Linked DNA regions of Mus musculus: all the other regions are linked to region 1. The links are chromatin contacts, called in public ChIA-PET, HiChIP or PLAC-seq and Micro-C maps. All regions are on one chromosome and are shown on one strand. Each heading gives the region's core, a stretch centred on a gene start, on an enhancer-like site or on the middle of the called end of the contact. The rest is flanking DNA. Distances are from core to core; before and after follow the strand shown. Region 1 holds the start of 2810013P06Rik (RIKEN cDNA 2810013P06 gene). Region 2 holds the start of Def8 (differentially expressed in FDCP 8). Region 3 holds the start of Tubb3 (tubulin, beta 3 class III). Region 4 holds the start of Cbfa2t3 (CBFA2/RUNX1 translocation partner 3). Region 5 holds the start of Spire2 (spire type actin nucleation factor 2). Region 6 holds the start of Acsf3 (acyl-CoA synthetase family member 3).

Region 1 (2,715 bases), core at 75-2,574:
CACATTGTTCCTTGAGGCCAAAGGCTGCTCCTGCAGCCGTCGCCTACACCGCTTTCCTCCCACTCTCCCCCCCGAGTCCCGCCTTCCCCTCCCCCAGACGCCCCCCGCCGCCCCGCATTCCTGCCCCCACTCGGGCCTGCGCGCCTCCGCACCCCGCAGCTCCAGGTCCCCGGCTCGCCCGCCCCCTCCGGCTCGGCTCGCAGCCCGAGGGCCGCCTGCTCCCATTTCAAAACACGATAATAATAGGGACGCTGGGAATAACAACTACCACCAGCCCGGCGACGGAGCCCCTCCCGAGGGTCAGAGGTCGGCGCCCCGCGCCACTGAGGACCCCAGGGACTCCCGGGAGCCCGCCGTCGTCCTCACAGCGTCCCGGGACCCACTAACGCACCATCGACCCTCGCTCAAGGCCCGCCCTCGGTCCTCACGGCCGCCACAGCCCACCCCGGAGCCCTTCCTTAGCCTCTCTCGGCCGCCCGACCCCCGGGACGCCCCGAGGCCGGCCTCGGAGCCCGCCCTCGGCCCCTCATGGTCGCTCGCAGGACCCCCGCGGCCCACCGACCGGCCTCTCGCGGCGCACGGCCCGCCCCGGGGCACCCGCGGCGGCGGGCAGCGGAGGAGGCCTGCAGGCCGCAAGGCCGCAGGAACGCCCGACGCCCTCCCCGACCACCACCCCCCAGGTCCCCGGCGCCTCTCACCCGGCTCCGAGGGCGACGCGGCTCCGCGGCGGAACGGCGGCGGGGCGCGGGCGCTGCCCATGCAGCCCGCGGCCGCGTTTCCCGGGCCGCGCGGCCCGGGCGGGAAGGCGGCGTCGGCGCGCGGGCTGGAGGCTGCGGCGAGTGCGGGGCCGGCGGGATGCAAGCCCGCCCTCGGCGTGCAGGAGCTCACGCGGGGCCGCGGCGCTCGCGCGGACGCTACTGCGGGGGCGTCTGGCCGCGGACTCCGCCGCGGCGCCTCCCCGGCTGGGGCCCTCGGTCCATCGCGCTCTGTCGCGGGCGGCCTCTGGCTCCAGGACCCAGCGGTGGCTGCGGCGGGCGCCGGCCGCATGAGAGCCTCCCGCCCATTGGCTCGCCGTATCCGCCACCGCCATTGGCCCGCCCCGCAGAGCGGCAGGGGCCGCTTACGTCACGTCGGAGAGGAAATGCGATGCCGGGGTGAAAGGGCTCAGACGGCCCGACGGCTTCCGTAACAGGCACGGGGCGGCGCTAGGGAGACGTCCGGGAATGATTGGCATCCGTGCGTAGGAGACCCAGGCGGAGAAAGCCGCTGGATTGGCTGACCTCCCTGCCACGGGACACGACGATTGGCCCTACTCGGTGCCGGAAGTGATGAGGCCGCGGTCTGGAAACAAGGTTGTTGTCGAAGGAGCCAGAAGGTGGGAGCCGGCTTGTACCGGCTGGCCTTGCGCTGCGGACGCGAGGTCGTGTGTCGCCTGTGAGCCTGTGTGAGCTTCGAGAATGTGTGTCTCTAGCCGGCAGGAGGCTCTTGCAGGAGCAAAGGCAGCCGGGATGATGGCCGCGAAGGAGAAAGGCGGCCTCGGCCCCCACCCGCGATCCGGCTCTTTCCTGGAGGTGTTCCTGGACTGCGCTTCGCTCCGAGTCCCGTGAGCCACGTTAGCAACCGGGATGTGGTGAGCTCCAGACTCTGCCCGGAGGTTTCCTTAGACACCGCGCGCGCTTCAGCCGCCTCCCTTCCCCGGCTCCAGAACTTCACCGCGATGGTTCATGAAACAACAACAACAACAAAAAAAAAGGTTGACGAACCTCAGAGCTAGGCAGCAAAGTCGCATCGTCATGTGCCTGATTGTTTGAATTTACAGAACGCGGAAAAAGTTTAATGATGGTTTGCGTTAGTAGTGATTTGGTTTGCAAACGAGCTAAAAATTCGAATCCCAGCGCTGTAGTGACCGAGACAGGCGTATCCGGAGCTCAGAGTACATTGTTGTGAACATTTCGAGTTCAAGATTTGAGTTCCATGAAACCTTTGTCTCAGAAAAATGCATAAAGTAATTGTGACGAGTCTGATATGTTGGTATAGGCTTTTTATCCCGGTACTTAGGCAGAGGCAGGCTGGATCTCTGAGTTCCGGGCCAGCTAGGGCTACACAGTGAAAGCCAATTTCATAATATAATAAAATATAAAATAACAAGTAACCAGGGCTGGAGAGATGGCTCGGCGGCTAAGAGCACGTGCTGCCCTTCTCGGCACCCACCTCAGACAGCTTCACAGCCACCTTCAGAGGACTTGACATCTTCTGACTTTTCAGGAACTCACACCCGAGTAGAGTACTCACACATATAGACTACATATAAATCTTTTAAAGTAAATGGGACCTGGGGAGATGACCTGTCGGTCAAAAGCACTCACTGGCTGCTCTTCCAGAGGATCTGGGTTCGATTCCCGGCATCTGTAACTCCTGTTCTAGAAGATCTAACATTGTCTAGGGGCTCCCCAAACATGCACTAGTACACATACATATACACAGAAAAAAAATACGCTTCTGCACAGAAAAAAATCTACAAAAAAAAAGTTTTAAGTAGTCAAACTTCCAGCCTTGTCCTATTTAAAGAGCATCTGTGTATTTGTGAACCAGAAAAGCTAAGTGACTAAAATCAATATTTATACTTCTTTGTTTTGTTTTGTTTTTGACTTTTGGGGTTTTGTTTGTTTGTTTGAGACAAGTTTTCTCTGTGGAGCCCTGGCCTTCCTGGAAATA
Region 2 (2,715 bases), core at 146-2,645, 400 kb after region 1:
CTCGGGAGGCAGAGGCAGGTGGATTTCTGAGTTCGAAGCCAGCCTGGTCTACAGAGTTCCAGGACAGCCTGGGCTACACAGGGATACCCTGTCTCGAAAAACCAAAAAAAAAAAAAAAAAGAAAGAAAAGAAAAAAAAAAAGAAAAGAAAAGAAAAGAAAAAGTGCTGTTGCATCAACGGAGAAACTGTCAAGACTCATAGTAATGAAGACAGGCAGACGTGGCTCCATCCTTGACTCTCTGTGAAGGTGAGGGCCCAGTGCTAGTACAGATATTGGCTCATATCACAAGCACTGGTATAGGCCTTCTAGCACAGAAGTAATAATCCAAAACACTTGCCTTTAGCTCTTAGCCTTTGGGATGAGGAACAAAGAGTCAGTAGAAATGTCAGAGGAGAGTCATCAGACAGTAACGAGTGCCTCTCCGATATCTCTGCTCACAGATGAGGAGGAAGTATTAGGAGAGACATTTGGCTGTGGTTAGGAAAGACTGTATCCTAAAGGCTGAGCCAGAGAGGCCTAAGTGTGGACCTGGCCTGTTAGGGGTAAGGAGGGTGAAGTCTGGTGAGAGAGCTGGGAGGTGAAGTCTGAGGCAGACTTCTTCCCTGGGATCCTCCAACTGCTGGGCTTGAGGTGCAGAGGGAGTCTGAGGGTGCTGAGGCTGTCATGGCTGTGGTGTCACCGTGGGGTGGGGAAGAAGGGCTGGTCCTGAGTCCGGTGGAAGTTAGATCAGACAAAGGAATGTGATCAGGAACGCACTGAAGGTTGGCCTCAGGTGGGAATGATTTATTCACTATCAGACAGAGGTGTGTTAGGTGTGTGGTGTGTGTATGTCTCTGTGTGTGTATGTGGTTTGATGTGCGTGTGGTGTGTGTAGTGTTATGTTGTGTGATGTGTATGTGTGGTGTGTGTAGTGTGTGTGGTGTGTGTAGTGTGTATGTAGTGTGTCATGTGTGTATGAGGTGTGTGTGTATGTGTATGGTGTGTATAGTATGTGTGTAGTGTGTATAGTGAGTGTGTGGTGTGTATGTGGTATGTCGTGTGTGTGTCGTGTGTATGAGTGTGTGGTGTGTAGTGTGTGTGTATGTGGTGTGATGTGTGTGTGTGGTGTTATTGTTGTTTTCTCAGATAGGACCTTTGGAGCTTGAGACGCACCTTAAATGTCTCGATGGTGGTGTCCTGGGGACAGCTGAATGTCAGTGTTGGGGATGTGGGGACATTGAGGGGTTACCACTGTGGAACCATTCCCTTGAATGCAATTACTAAGGCGTGGGGGTGGGGGAACTCAGGAGAAAAGACTCAGGGCAAAGGTAATGGACTCTATGGACCAGAAGCAGGAGACTTGGAGGTGCTCCAGCGAGCCAGCAGGGCAATCGGTGTCATGAACCTCCTGGCCGGAGGCGGCAGCAGCGGGCGGAGGAGCCGGTACAGTGTATCAGCGGCGGCGAACTACAGTGTAGCCAGCCGGTCCGGTACAATGTAGCGGCAGCCAGGTAAGCCAGAAAGCGGTCTCTGTAGGTGTCGGGGGGGTCTGGTGGGAAAGCAGGCGAGGGTCCAGATCTCAGCATGCAATCGCCACTGGTCGGACTCCGGGATCGGGCTTCTGACCCACGCACTCATGGTGCAGAACTGGCAGAGGCCTCAAGCAAGACGTCCAGCTCCCGGCTGCCGCCTGCTGGCTCTCCGCTGTGCGCAAGGCCTTGGTGACCTCATTGGTCCCCGCAGTACGTAGGGCAGAGCTTAGCGTCCACAGATGCCGACCCCCACCCCCAATCACCGGGTGGCTTCAGAGCCTGAGTATGGGACTCCCGGCCCAAGGACCCGCAGGGACTCGCCTTCTGCTATGTTGAGCTTTTCTGAGCCTTCGGTTTCACAACTATGAAATGGGTGAGGAAGGTCGTAGAGACCTGCCCCAGTGGGGACAGTCGCATCCTCAGAATGAATTCACGTTATAGCGGGTAGAAATGTGAGGTGCGCTTTGTTGCGCCTTCTGGGGTAGTTGAGAATTATTAACACTGGTCCTGCTTGGCCTGGATTGCCTGTCCATCCTTTTTAAGGGTGTGAGCAAATAGGATGTACTTTGGACTCCTGTGGCCCTTGGACTAGCACTTTTTGGTGGCTAAAGTAACACACCGGAGGCGGGCTCTTATTCACCATAATCTGTCTTGAACTTTCACCCAGTGCCTCTGATGTACCACAGACCCTTGGTCTTACTCTGAGGGTTTCAGTTGTCAAGTTGTAATTATTATTCGATTTAGGAGAGACCTCTGCAGGGGCTGGATGGAACAGTTTTCTTTTTTTTTTTTTTTTTTTTTGTCCTTTCTTGAGTATCTTTCCTGAGGCCAACCACGGATTCTGGGTGCAGATCTCTGTAAGGCTGGTGGGGAAATAGGAGATGGGGTCCTACTCAAAGCCGGCTGTTGCTTCCTGCAGCCTGGGCTGGGCTGAGGTGCTGTCTATTCGTACTCAGCTGAAAGAGCAATATGGTTCTCCAAACTGGTTCCAGACAAACCAGGAAGATGGGTTAAATGGCTCCATTGCTTAATTCATTCCTTGCTTTTGTTCCTGGTCAGGTGGTGGCAGTGCCAGTCAGGACATACATAAGGGAGCCATTTTCCTGGGAAAGGTAGCCCAGAGGAGAGTGGAGGGCAAGCTCTGGTCAAGGTCTCCCTGTCCCTCTGACTATATTCTAAACCATCGGGAGGTTTCCAGAGAAG
Region 3 (2,715 bases), core at 149-2,648, 370 kb after region 1:
GCTCCAGCCCTGCTGGACTGAGATTGGAAGCTGGTTCCCGGCAGGGCCAGCCTTTGCTGGAAGACAGGACCATGAGTCAGCCTTTAGCCTGACACCATAGCTCCCTGGGGACACAGAGAGCTCTGGCCTGATGTCATCTGTCAGAGAAGCATCCCAGGCCTCTGGATGCTTCTAAGCATCTTCTCTGTCCAGACAAGGAGACAGAGACAGATGCTCACCCAATACTTCTTGAGCCAGGCCAGCTGGAACCACAGAAAGCCACATCATGGACACATTGTGGGGGAGGGGCATCTCTTGAGAACAAAAGACCCATTTCTAAACTCGGCTAACTTGGATGCTTACCCTCAGAGAAAGTTGTATGCGCAGCCGCTCTATCCAGCGTGCACCCGTGCGTGCAAACTGGACGAAGGCATCTGCAGGTGTTTTTAAGCTTTTTAGCGGCTCTTGTGAAATGAATGTTTGTGGACCATTGAAGTGTGGTACTATTGTCTCAGATTCTTCCCGAAGAATTTTCTGTCACTGAAATATCAAATAGTCCTCATAAGGTGTCACTGGTCCTAGATGAATATTAAATCAGTGTTGTCTGTGAATTTGCATGCCCTCCTGATTCTGCTTCCCAATGGGCCCCCTCCACACACAGTCTCCTTACCTAGGTAGCTCCAGCTCACCTCGTGCCCCCTCTTCACCCTCACTTGTACCAGAAGCACAAGGGTACCAATGACATCAGGCATGGCTCAGACAAAAAAAGACTGTTCGACATGCTCCACTGAGTGGGTTGTATATCCTTAGAATTTTTCACAGAGATTTTCATGGAGCAGGGGTACTTGCCAGATACTGTGTGTGCATCCTCACACCCCAGGTACATTTGCACCCTCGGCGCAGCCCTTTGTGGAGCCGCGGACTGGTAGCCCTCTCTTCTCCAGAAAATAGTGACCTCAGAGTTCGGAGCTATAATCCGCCACCGTCCTGACTAGCGTCCCCAGGTCTGCACAGAGGTCTCAAGAAGGGTTTCGCTTCCCCTGCCTCTCCCACCTCAAGCGACTCGGCGGACTCAGAGAATATGGGTCTTGATTCTTAAGCACTTGAGAGAAAGAAAGACCCTCTTCACAAAGCTGCAGGGTGGGGATGGGGCAGGGACAAAATGGGGAGGCAGCTACTGGGGTGGGGCACTAAGGGGCCTGGGTTCTATTGTCCCCAGAGCGGATTGCCCACCGGTGGCCCCTCCTCCGAAGGCGCGGCCAGACTTGCTCCGCATTGTGCGGGCGGATCTCGGTGCCGGTGCTGATGCTGCAGAGCCTGCCGCATTGTGCGGCGCTCCAGCATTGGCCCGCAGCGCTTACATCAGCCAGCGAGGGCGGGGCAGCCTCTTATAAGAGGGCGCGGCGGAGGCTGCCGATCCTCCGCAGCCTGCTGTCCGCCTGCCTTTTCGTCTCTAGCCGCGTGAAGTCAGCATGAGGGAGATCGTGCACATCCAGGCCGGCCAGTGCGGCAACCAGATAGGGGCCAAGGTGAGGCTGAGCCGTCCGGCGTCCTGCGTCCCCACAAGCGCCAGCCCCAGGGCGGTGGGTGGAGGGAGAGAAAGGCGACTCTGGGAGCCGCTAGCGGAACAAAGGGAAGAGCCCAGCCCCTTGCCCCGCTCCTGGGACCCCGGGGTCCCCAATCGGTTCCCCTCAATCACGCCACTCTGCACTGCGCCCAGGTTGCAGGAGAAGGCTGGGGGTAACCCTTCTGACTCGCATTCCCATCCATTCTGCGCACCCACACACACCATCAGGTACAGGGGATGTGGTTGGGGGGCGCCGACTGGGCGTGGCCTTCTTTGAGGTTGCCACTTAAGCCTTGAGTAAGATGGGTGTGTCGGGCAACTTTGGGTGGGGCTCTCCCCTAAAACCATAATGACTGTACATGCCTGGATCCCCACTGGAGAACTAGACAGTCTTCAGGGAGCAAGGCCGCCCTCATATCCCCAACCTTGTTCAGCTCACCCAGTTTCCTTGCCCCACCCTGTTCCTTTGTTGGAGGAGTTCGGCCTGCACTCCAATGACCTTGATCCAGAACTGGACTCTGAAAATCTCCCATCTCTAACTGTGCGCTCCCAAGGCCTCCCAGTCGGGATTGAGCACAGAACAAAGCCGACTGCAAGGATTGCCTCAATTTCCCCTCTATTGTTAGCCCGCATCCAGGTGTTGAAGCCAAGGCAAAAGAAAAAGAAAAAGAAAAAGAAAAAAACGGGGGGGGGGCGCGGGGTTGGTGCAGTGACTCCGCAATCCTACTATCATTAGTGAGGTAGCTGTCCTGTTTCCAAGTCCTTAGGAGACTGTTCCTTACCCAAGGTCACACAGCAAGTGGCAGACAGAACTACTTGATTCCTGCAGAAGCCCAACCTCCACTTGGGTTGCATTTGAGTGGGTGGGGTCAGCTACCTCAATCTTCTCCCTTCTGAACAACATGAAACGGGAGCTTTGTCCAGATGAATGCTGGACGGGGCTTAGGGATGCTAGTTCCCAAAGGAGGAGGTTGGGTAGACAGGTCCTGGGAGGGAGGGGACGAAGCAAAGAGTACCTCTGGAGGCTGTTGCCATAGAAACCGGGCAGGAACAAAAAAGCTAATTACCACGGGCTGGGCCAGTCACGTGGCTGACATGTAAATTACAAGTTTGGCTCTTGGGTGGAGGTTCCTCTAGTTAAAGGGGAAGGGAAGCGGCACCACAGAGAC
Region 4 (2,715 bases), core at 79-2,578, 360 kb before region 1:
GCGCCGGGAGGAAGCACACACCCAGCCAGACATAATGAAGCCACATCCTGGCCTCAGGATAGGAGGGACGGGTGTGACAGTTACTGGGATCAACCCTACAAACAGGAGCATGAGATCGTCTGTTATTTTGAGGAATTGGGCTCTGAAAGTCAGCTTTAGCTCACATGATCAGATAGTTCTATTCATGGAGCAGGGGGGTAGGTCCAGCCAGCACTGTGGTCAAGAAGCCCAAACACACCAAGTTCAGGGCCATGAGTTGAAAGGCAGCGGCTCAAAGCCAGGAGCTGCCAGCCTGGCTGCCTTCTGCTCCACCTTAGTCAGCCCGACTCCGGCTGAATTCCCAGCCATCTGTCCCTCCGCGGTGCTCACACCTCCTCACACCTCCTCCCCGCTGTTCCCACAGCCTGGCTCTGGGCCTGCCCTACACACAGATGGACCGTTCCCAAAGCCTGTGAGAAGGATCAGAGCCGGAGGCTGTGCCTGCACCTGGCTGTCAGGACCCCAGGGAGGGCGGTCAGGATCCCCTCCCGACCATCAGGAAGGATGCTCAGCTCCATGGCCCTAATGGCTGATCCAGGGACCAAAATAAGAGGGGGAAGGGCTAGAGAAAGCAGCAGACCCTCTCCTGCCAGCACTATCTCCCAGGAAGGTTGCCCTCCCGCTACTCCAGTCAGTCCCGAGCCCTGTCATTCAGGCTACCAGTCTTTGTCAGGAGACCCGGCACCCCAGGGGGCGCTTGTGGGTGGTGGTTGGGGAGCCCATACTCCCCCACCGACTCAGCTCCTACCTAAAGATGAACCACACACACTCTGGACAGGTCAAGCTGTCTGCTCACCTAGGGTGGCTGCAACTCAGTCAAATGAGTGGGCAGAGTTGGCTCCACCCTGCCGTGGGCACGAACTTTGTAAAGTGGAGGGGCTGGAGAGGGGGTGCAAAGCGAGGACCCCCGGGACGGCAGCAACCGGCAAAGTAGGGTGACAGCGGCGGTGTTGAACAGGGCAGGGGCGGCACTTACGGTCTGGAGCTCCAGGGGACCGTAGCTCTCTCGCAACCCGGCTCCCGAAGTGGCTTTTCCTTCTCACTGGGTCGCCACCTCCATAACTTGGGGGCGATCCGTACGCTGTCTTCTCGCGCTGCGCGGGGCTCAGGCGCGCGGCGGGGTCGGGGCGCGCGGGGCGACCGCCTGGGCCATGCCGAGTGCGTTCGGCCCCCAGCGCGGGAACAAAGCCCGCACGCTGCCCGGGTGGTTTCGGCCTCGGCGGCCGCCGGGTCCAGCCGCCGTGCTTTCGGCTCTGCTGCCGCGCGCTCGCCCGCGCGTCTCACCGAGTCCCGCGGCCCCCGCCCCGCGCGCTCCGCCCCCGCCTCCCGCGCCCCGCCGCCGCTGCGCCACCTGCCTCCAGCCCGACGCCCATCGCGCTCGCTCCGCCCCGGGGCGCCGGCCGCCGGAGAGAGGCCCGGTTCCGTGCGCCCGGCGCCGCCCAATGCCCAGAGCGGCTCCCGCCTCCACCGCCCGGGTGGCCGAGGGGCCCCGGGACGCGCCCGGCGGACTTGGCTATGGGGTCCGACTCAGGACGTAGGGACCTCAGGAGCGCCAGGCCGCGCGTGGGACCCCCGTACGGATGCAGGAGAGCGGGGCCGTGGAGTGGGAACGGGCCGAGGAGTCCCAGCGCGTAGCCAGTGCGTGCGGCGCGGGGCAACCCGGTGCGGGGCGGACTCCTAGCTGTGCGCCCCCGCCCCGCGCAGGCCGCGCCCCGGGAGGGCGGGCGAGCTGAGCGCACCGCACACACCCACCTCGGAGCAGTCGCAGCCCGACGGCGTCGCTGCTCCCGGAGCCGCGGTGTCTACTCCGGGACGGGGAGGCGGGCGCCCCTCCTTCGGCCGCCGCACCCCCCCTCACCCCCTTCGCAAGCCCTTCGGGGTACCCGGGCCACCTGCGCGTTCTGCCGGCAGGGGGCGCGCTCCACCCGCCGCGCTCGGCCTTGGTCCCCAAGGCGCCAGGCGACCTGCGGCAAGTGGGCTCAGGATCCCGCTCTCCCCACTGCCATCGGGGCCGGCGTTCGCATATGCTTTGCATTCGTTTGCATATCATTCATTTTAATGTCAACCTGAGGAAAAGCCCCCAGCCGCTGCTTCTGCTTGTCCGCGTCCTACTTTCTCTGCTTCCTCTGAGCCTGCTCCCCACCCACTTTACCCACTTTTCCTCGAGGCGCCTTGCGACAAGTCCCAGGCGTTCCTCCGGTTGGTACATTTGAGCAAACTCGCTGCACTTCCTTCCTTTCCCTTCCCAGTTTTTCACTCACTCACACTTTGCTTCTTTGAGACTAAGGAGAGACCCAGGGTCACCGCCTGCAGAGACAAGGGGCCAGAACTTCAGATCAGCGGGGGGGTGGGGGTGGGGGGGGCTTGATTTTCATCTCATTAGGCATACATCTGCATGTGAAGGATAAAAATCTAGCAATGTGCCAAAATTAAATAAATAAATAAGTAAAAATACCCTCCGTTTCTTTCCAGGCTTGCTGTAGTGGCTTGGTTTTCCCCAGTTGGGGTCCCTCTCAGGGGTTCACCTCTGCCTTCTTGAAAAAGCGTTCCTGCACGGTCCTCCTGGGGTGGGATCTGGGCTCCTTGGTTTCCCGGATCTCCCTCTGTGGAGGATGCTATCTAATCCTAGTCTGACACCTATAAAACTGTCCACATTTTCAGATCTCCCTGGCCACA
Region 5 (2,715 bases), core at 126-2,625, 290 kb after region 1:
AGAAAGAGGAGAAGAGAAGAAAAGAAAAAAGAGAAAAAAGGGGAAAGAAAAGAAAAGAAAAGAAAAGAAAAAGAAACACAGAAACCATTCTATGAGCCGGCCAACCAGAAACACCCTGGCCTCATCAGTGGGCGCTGTCAGCACACACTTGGTACTGTGTGACTCAGACTTTCCTTAAACTACTTGGATACAGGCTCTCATTCCTAACATAAGCAAGGAATGAGTTTCCTTGTGGGAGGTTCCTACTGTTCCTTCCCTACTGAGGTAGCCCTTGAAGTTTCTGAGGATTAGGGAAGAAGAGCCAGAGTTCCAGGTTGTCTGCACAATGTATCCTGAGCAGAGAGAACCTTCCCTTTCATTTCCTCTTCTCCAGTGTCCTTTGGTTCCGCTTAAATCTGTTGTGTCTCATAAGCTTGAGAACTGGTTGAAGGATGTCACACTCGCCCAGATATTGATTATAAACACTTTCAGGCAAAATTCATTTGTATCCTTTCTTTCCAATTGAAGACTAAGAATCCAGAGGAGATTGTCAGCCAGCCCTACACCAAGTCTCTCTCTTACAATTATGTCCCAGCCTTGTGCTTCCTAGGCGATAGTTCTACCGCAAAGCAAAGCCCGAGACCAACTGCCTTGTTATCATTTATCTCCCAGCTGTGTCTTCTCGCTCTGTTCTTCTCAACCGTCGTAAAGATGGCTGAAACTACTTTCAACAAAGCTGTGTGCTGTGCTTAGCTTGTTAACACTTTTGATGTGCCTTGGAATGAAGGCAACACACTCTGAGAATGAGGTGTTGTGTTAGCTCGGTCACATTGTTTGTCACTAAGACACTAAGGGTTTGAAGCTGATCCTTTCGAGCAGAAAAAAAGGACCATTTATGAAGTACTTCATCCCTGAAGGCTTGCATCATCTTTGAGCCAATCACACTATAGCGACCTCCTAAGGTCCAGGCCTTCCACAAAGACCATCACAGGCACTGTCTGCTTTAAAGAGCCAGAGCCAAGGGAGCGCGTGTACGTGTGCCTCTGTGTGTGTGTGTGTGTGTGTTCGTGTGCAAGGTCCCCATCATGCTTAACCCCACCCCTCTTCAGTCAGCTTTTCCTCCTCGCACCCCCAACCGGTTTCTAACAAACCTTAGTCCTCTCTTGTCCTGCACCCTCCCTCTCCGGCTGCCCCTCCTAGCTCTGCCCCTCCCCCTGGCTCGCCCCTCCCTACCGGTCTTCCCTTCCCTCCCCGCCCGGCCCCGCCTCTTTGACCATTAGCCTCCTCCTCCTCCATCAGCCCCCGCCCTCACCTGCATCTGCCCGCGAGGGGCGGGGCCGGAATGACAAAGCACACGGGCGGCGCGGGACCCGCCCCCTCGCTCGGCGGTGCGTCGCCCCGCTGTTATGGAGACCCGCCGCGCGCGCGGGCGGCGATGATGGGCGGCCATGGCCCGGGCGGGCGGCGGCGGCGCAGCAGCTCCCGAACGCGCGGGGGGCGCGGCGCGGCCCGAGCCGTGGGAGCTGTCCCTGGAGGAAGTGCTGAAGGTGTACGAGCAGCCCATCAACGAGGAGCAGGCCTGGGCGGTGTGCTTCCAGGGCTGCCGCGGGCTGCGGGGCGAGCCGGGCGGCGTGCGGCGCATCCGGGACACGGCAGACATCCTCCTGCGTAGGGACGGTTCGGTTGGCGCGCGGCTGGAGCCCGGTAAGGCGCACCGGAGTGGGTGGGGGTGTGGCCGGCGCGGCGGGCGAGCGGGCGGCCGCTGAGGGCACCCCGGTGCCAAGTGACGGGGCCTCGACCTTTCTCACATCAGCGCCCAGATAGCGCTCTACCGGACCGGGAAGGCCCCACCCTGCCCTCTGGATCTGGGACTCCTTGTCTTCCCTTCGACCTAGGAGAACCCCACAATCACACACACACACACACACACACACACACACGCAGTCTGGGATAACCCTACCAACAGCCCACTATCACACACACACACACACACACACACACACACACACACGCAGTCTGGGATAACCCTACCAACAGCCCATCGTTCTTGATGAGAAGCGGCCGGTTGGCTGCTCGCGCCCAGGGACGCTTTCCCCAGGGGAGAGTGGCTTTGGTTAAAAGCCGGAGTATCTTACGGTCAAGTCCTGAATTTCGGAAGCCTCTCCTTTAGTCAGTTCCCTTTAAGATGGTTTGGGGGAGTCTGCAGTCCTCTGGCCTTGCTCTGGCAGGGCCTGTGGGTGTTCCCGTGAAACTGGTACTCCCCTCTGGCGACACTGCAGACCTTGAGGCTACTTAGAGATGTGTGCCTTTTTCTAGGGGTAGGGAGAGCAGGAGTAATGTGCCTTGTTCTGAGTCTGTACTGAATTAATACTAATTTTTTGAGTTTAATTGTAAATGTAAGCAGAGTGTATAACCTGTGATTTAAAAAAAAAACCAAAACTTAAACAGTGAGAACCAACAATTGAGCTTTTGAAAGATTATTGTAGTCTATTCAGAGCGTTGAGTTCAGGCTCCTGTCTACTGTTCCGCCTCACTTTCCCCCTGGAGAACTGTAGTTCTAGTATGGGGCATACAGTGATAGTACCCCAAAAGTTGATACCCGGTTGGGAGCACAAAGGCAGGCTGTGTGTTTGCTGAGGGAAGGCTGGCCTCCCTCCAACCCCGAGAGCTGTGGGCTTGCAGAAATTCTCTCAGGCAGGCATCTGCGGGGGACTAGGAATGATAAGCAAGGCCAAA
Region 6 (2,715 bases), core at 101-2,600, 270 kb before region 1:
ACTCCAAACCCAAATCCAGACTCTTGATGATTTCCAAGGCCCAGGGGTCACAGAATCTGTCTCCATTCTGGCCATGTTTAGGACTATGCTTTGGGTGTAGACATTTAAGCATAGAAGTCCTAGGGTCTGTGGTGTAAATCCCAATGTTAGACATTTTGATTCACGTTGATTCTCTGCCTCTTCCTCTCTTTGATCTCACTTGCCAAAAAAGGGAAAAGAAAAGGAAACAAAAAGTTTGTTAGAAACTGTATAACTTCAGAAGCCTCCTGAATTTTGTGTATGGCTATTGTAAAGACACCCAGTGCTCTCCTCAGAAGCCCACATCAGTACTAGGGCGTCTACCATCCTTCGCCTAAATCAGTTCCCTCACCAGTATGTCTCAATGGTAATGCTTAAAACTATATTAAAGCTACGTCTTGCTAACTCCAAATGTGCTTCATAATGAATCTTCCTGAAAGCCTAAGTCAAGAATCCGTGTTTTACCTACATGGAGGTCTGTGAGACTTCCCCAGCTGCTGCAGGGAGAGGAGTTTTGTCTATAGCTTTGCTGCCACTGACAAACAGACCTTAGTGTTTCAAGGTTTATCTTTACTGTACAGAAAGCATTTAGTATCCTACCCTAAAACTGGCTGTGGAGGCATAGATCTGTAATCCCTATACTCAGGAGGCTGAGGCAGTGGGATTACCAGGAGTTTAATGCCATCCTGTGCTACAGAATGAGACCTTGCCTCCATCCTGCCACAGTTCCTGGTCTGTGTCACAGAGGTGTGTTTAGCATATAGACCCCCCCAGCTGCAAGCCGAGGAACCCCTCTTCAGGGGCCAAGGGAGTCCATTTACATCCTGATTTGGCGAAGATGGTGACCACAGCTGTGTGGTCCCTTTGGCCACGGGAGCCATCATGCCTATTAAAATGATCGTTGAGAGCTGAGAATACAGCTCCAAGTCGTTGCGGTGCTTGTCTAGCATGTGTGAAGCCCCAGGTTTCATCCTTGGCACTACGTAAGCCGAATGTGGCGAAGCAAGCCTATAATTAGTCATCTCTCAAAAGGTAGAGGTAGGTTACCCTTAGCTACATTGCTGGCTTGGGCTACATGAGACCCTGTCTCAATAACAACAGTTAAATAGGACCCAATGCAAACAACTCACAGTACTTGTTCCATCAGGACAATGGATCCAGAGATCTGGTAACAGATGTCAGGCACCTAAAGGCCACTCTCTGCCAGTCCCTCTCAAGACTTGCGAGCAGATGGAGTATGCGAATGAGCAGGAACGTTCGTTCCCGGAACGCATTTCTCAGGCGCTGCATCCCGGGACGTATTAGATCGACGGACACTTTTCGCCTGCGGACACTTTTAGGTGTAGGACTCATTCCGGCCCGCTTCACCTACCTGGACAACCTCGCACTCCCGTGCCCCACCCCTGACACCCCCACCCCAACCCCGCCTGACCCCAGGTGAGCGCGCAGCAGACTACAAGAAAGGGGGTGTCGAGGTGAGCTGGAGCTGACCCGGGGGCCGTGGGACCTGTCGGGCAGGTGTCTGTCACAGCGTGAGGGACACTTCTGTAAGGACCCGGGATGACGTCACACGAAACCCCTCCCCGATTTGTTTGCGCCGAGCACCGTGTGGGATGCAGGTCGCCAGGGTCCTGGCTCGGATGGGTCCCGAGAGCCGACTAGGGCGTCAGGGACGGGACCAGCGTGCATGCGAGGAAGGGCTTCTGGATTTGGAAGCGGGTCCGGGAATTTCTCTAAAAGAGAAGTGTGTTGATTCTCATCCTGGAAGGGAGGGAACTTGCCTGTGGCTGACCACTAAGACCCGTGAGAGCCTCCAGATACTGCTGTAGGAGCACATCTAAGCCATAGGCTGTCCCGAGAGGGAGTCCTGAAATCGGAAATGCGCTAAGCGTTTTCAAGGCCAACGTGATTATTGTAAAACCGGTGTCCCTGCTGCCCTTGTCTCCAGACGGATGTAGACATACCTTTCTGATGACATCCCTGGACATGAAGTGGGTCAGGGAACCATGCACAGCCAGATGCCCTGAATAGACAGTGTTTTGCCCTAAAGAACTGGCTCTGGTTGGACGAGCTGGGAGTTAGCTCAATGCTGACAGATGTTTAATGATTGGGCCAGGCTCATGCTTGAAGACTTTCTTAGTTGGGGTTTCTATTCCTGCACAAACATTATGACCTAGAAGCAAGTTGGGGAAGAAAGGGTTTATTCAGCTTACACTTCCATGTTGCTGTTCATCACCAAAGGAAGTCAGGACTGGAACTCAAACAGGTCAGAAAGCAGGAGCTGACGCAGAGGCCATGGAGGGACATTCCTTACTGGCTTGCTTCCCCTGGCTTGCTCAGCCTGCTTTCTTATAGAACCCAAGAGTACCAGCCCAGGAATGGCACCACCCACAATGGGTCCTCCAACCCTTGATCACTAATTGAGAAAAGGCCTTGCAGCTGGATCTCATGGAGGCACTTCCTTAAGGGAGGCTCCTTTTTCTGTGATAAATCAGGCTTGTGTTAAATTGACACAAATCCAGCCAGTACAAAGACCAAAGTGGCTTTGGAGGCCTGCACTGGTCCCATTTCCATATATGAGAGAGTAAGACAGTGCCTCAGAGGGGACATGGTAGAACTTATAAGAACTGACGATGGCACAGCAGTGCCACCCCAGCATGAGTACAGCTGTCCACACAGGAATCAGTTTGCTCTTTC

The links. Hi-C and Micro-C count contacts between places; a contact is called where the count stands out from the background. ChIA-PET counts read pairs in DNA pulled down with a chosen protein or histone mark. HiChIP or PLAC-seq counts read pairs in DNA pulled down with a chosen protein or histone mark.
Region 2: an H3K27ac HiChIP or PLAC-seq map of extraembryonic endoderm stem cells shows a contact between it and region 1. The contact joins the promoter of Def8 here to the promoter of 2810013P06Rik in region 1. A contact is called at or near these places in 1 of 39 promoter capture datasets (liver), 2 of 115 datasets of contacts at active chromatin or transcription factors (extraembryonic endoderm stem cells and memory CD8 T cells) and 1 of 9 other capture datasets (liver).
Region 3: a Micro-C map of embryonic stem cells shows a contact between it and region 1, with 2.4 times the contacts expected there. The contact joins the promoter of Tubb3 here to the promoter of 2810013P06Rik in region 1. A contact is called at or near these places in 1 of 484 Hi-C or Micro-C datasets (embryonic stem cells) and 1 of 115 datasets of contacts at active chromatin or transcription factors (memory CD8 T cells).
Region 4: an H3K27ac HiChIP or PLAC-seq map of epiblast stem cells shows a contact between it and region 1, with 7 times the contacts expected there. The contact joins the promoter of Cbfa2t3 here to the promoter of 2810013P06Rik in region 1. A contact is called at or near these places in 2 of 39 promoter capture datasets (liver and pre-B cells), 2 of 484 Hi-C or Micro-C datasets (the HL-1 cell line and cerebellum), 5 of 115 datasets of contacts at active chromatin or transcription factors (embryonic forebrain, embryonic hindbrain, epiblast stem cells and 2 more) and 2 of 9 other capture datasets (adipose tissue and embryonic stem cells).
Region 5: a contact with region 1 is called in a Micro-C map of embryonic stem cells, with 2.7 times the contacts expected there. The contact joins the promoter of Spire2 here to the promoter of 2810013P06Rik in region 1. A contact is called at or near these places in 2 of 39 promoter capture datasets (liver and stem cell-derived epiblast-like cells), 1 of 15 datasets of contacts at CTCF or cohesin (the NIH/3T3 cell line), 1 of 484 Hi-C or Micro-C datasets (embryonic stem cells), 2 of 115 datasets of contacts at active chromatin or transcription factors (embryonic stem cells and pancreatic cancer cells) and 1 of 9 other capture datasets (adipose tissue).
Region 6: a contact with region 1 is called in an RNA polymerase II ChIA-PET map of memory CD8 T cells, with 51 read pairs. The contact joins the promoter of Acsf3 here to the promoter of 2810013P06Rik in region 1. A contact is called at or near these places in 8 of 39 promoter capture datasets (embryonic stem cells, fetal liver, hippocampal neurons and 4 more) and 2 of 115 datasets of contacts at active chromatin or transcription factors (epiblast stem cells and memory CD8 T cells).

The regions. Positions count from the first base shown.
Region 1 is chr8:123,041,251-123,043,965 of GRCm38.p6, forward strand. 2810013P06Rik (RIKEN cDNA 2810013P06 gene) reads left to right here and starts at 1,325. Exons shown (of 1, transcript NR_045268.1): 1 at 1,325-2,715. Ankrd11 (ankyrin repeat domain 11) reads right to left here and starts at 1,034. Exons shown (of 13, transcript NM_001081379.2): 1 at 699-1,034.
Region 2 is chr8:123,441,561-123,444,275 of GRCm38.p6, forward strand. Def8 (differentially expressed in FDCP 8) reads left to right here and starts at 1,396. Exons shown (of 12, transcript NM_054046.5): 1 at 1,396-1,491.
Region 3 is chr8:123,410,155-123,412,869 of GRCm38.p6, forward strand. It overlaps Tubb3 (tubulin, beta 3 class III), which reads left to right and starts at 1,399. Exons shown (of 4, transcript NM_023279.3): 1 at 1,399-1,508. The coding sequence starts at 1,452. Mc1r (melanocortin 1 receptor) reads left to right here. Exons shown (of 1, transcript NM_008559.2): 1 at 1-590.
Region 4 is chr8:122,676,847-122,679,561 of GRCm38.p6, forward strand. Cbfa2t3 (CBFA2/RUNX1 translocation partner 3) reads right to left here and starts at 1,329. Exons shown (of 12, transcript NM_001109873.1): 1 at 1,016-1,329.
Region 5 is chr8:123,331,338-123,334,052 of GRCm38.p6, forward strand. It overlaps Spire2 (spire type actin nucleation factor 2), which reads left to right and starts at 1,376. Exons shown (of 15, transcript NM_172287.2): 1 at 1,376-1,683. The coding sequence starts at 1,428.
Region 6 is chr8:122,774,136-122,776,850 of GRCm38.p6, forward strand. It overlaps Acsf3 (acyl-CoA synthetase family member 3), which reads left to right and starts at 1,351. Exons shown (of 10, transcript NM_144932.4): 1 at 1,351-1,455. Gm39271 (a long non-coding RNA gene) reads right to left here and starts at 1,313. Exons shown (of 3, transcript XR_879309.2): 1 at 1,149-1,313; 2 at 1-198.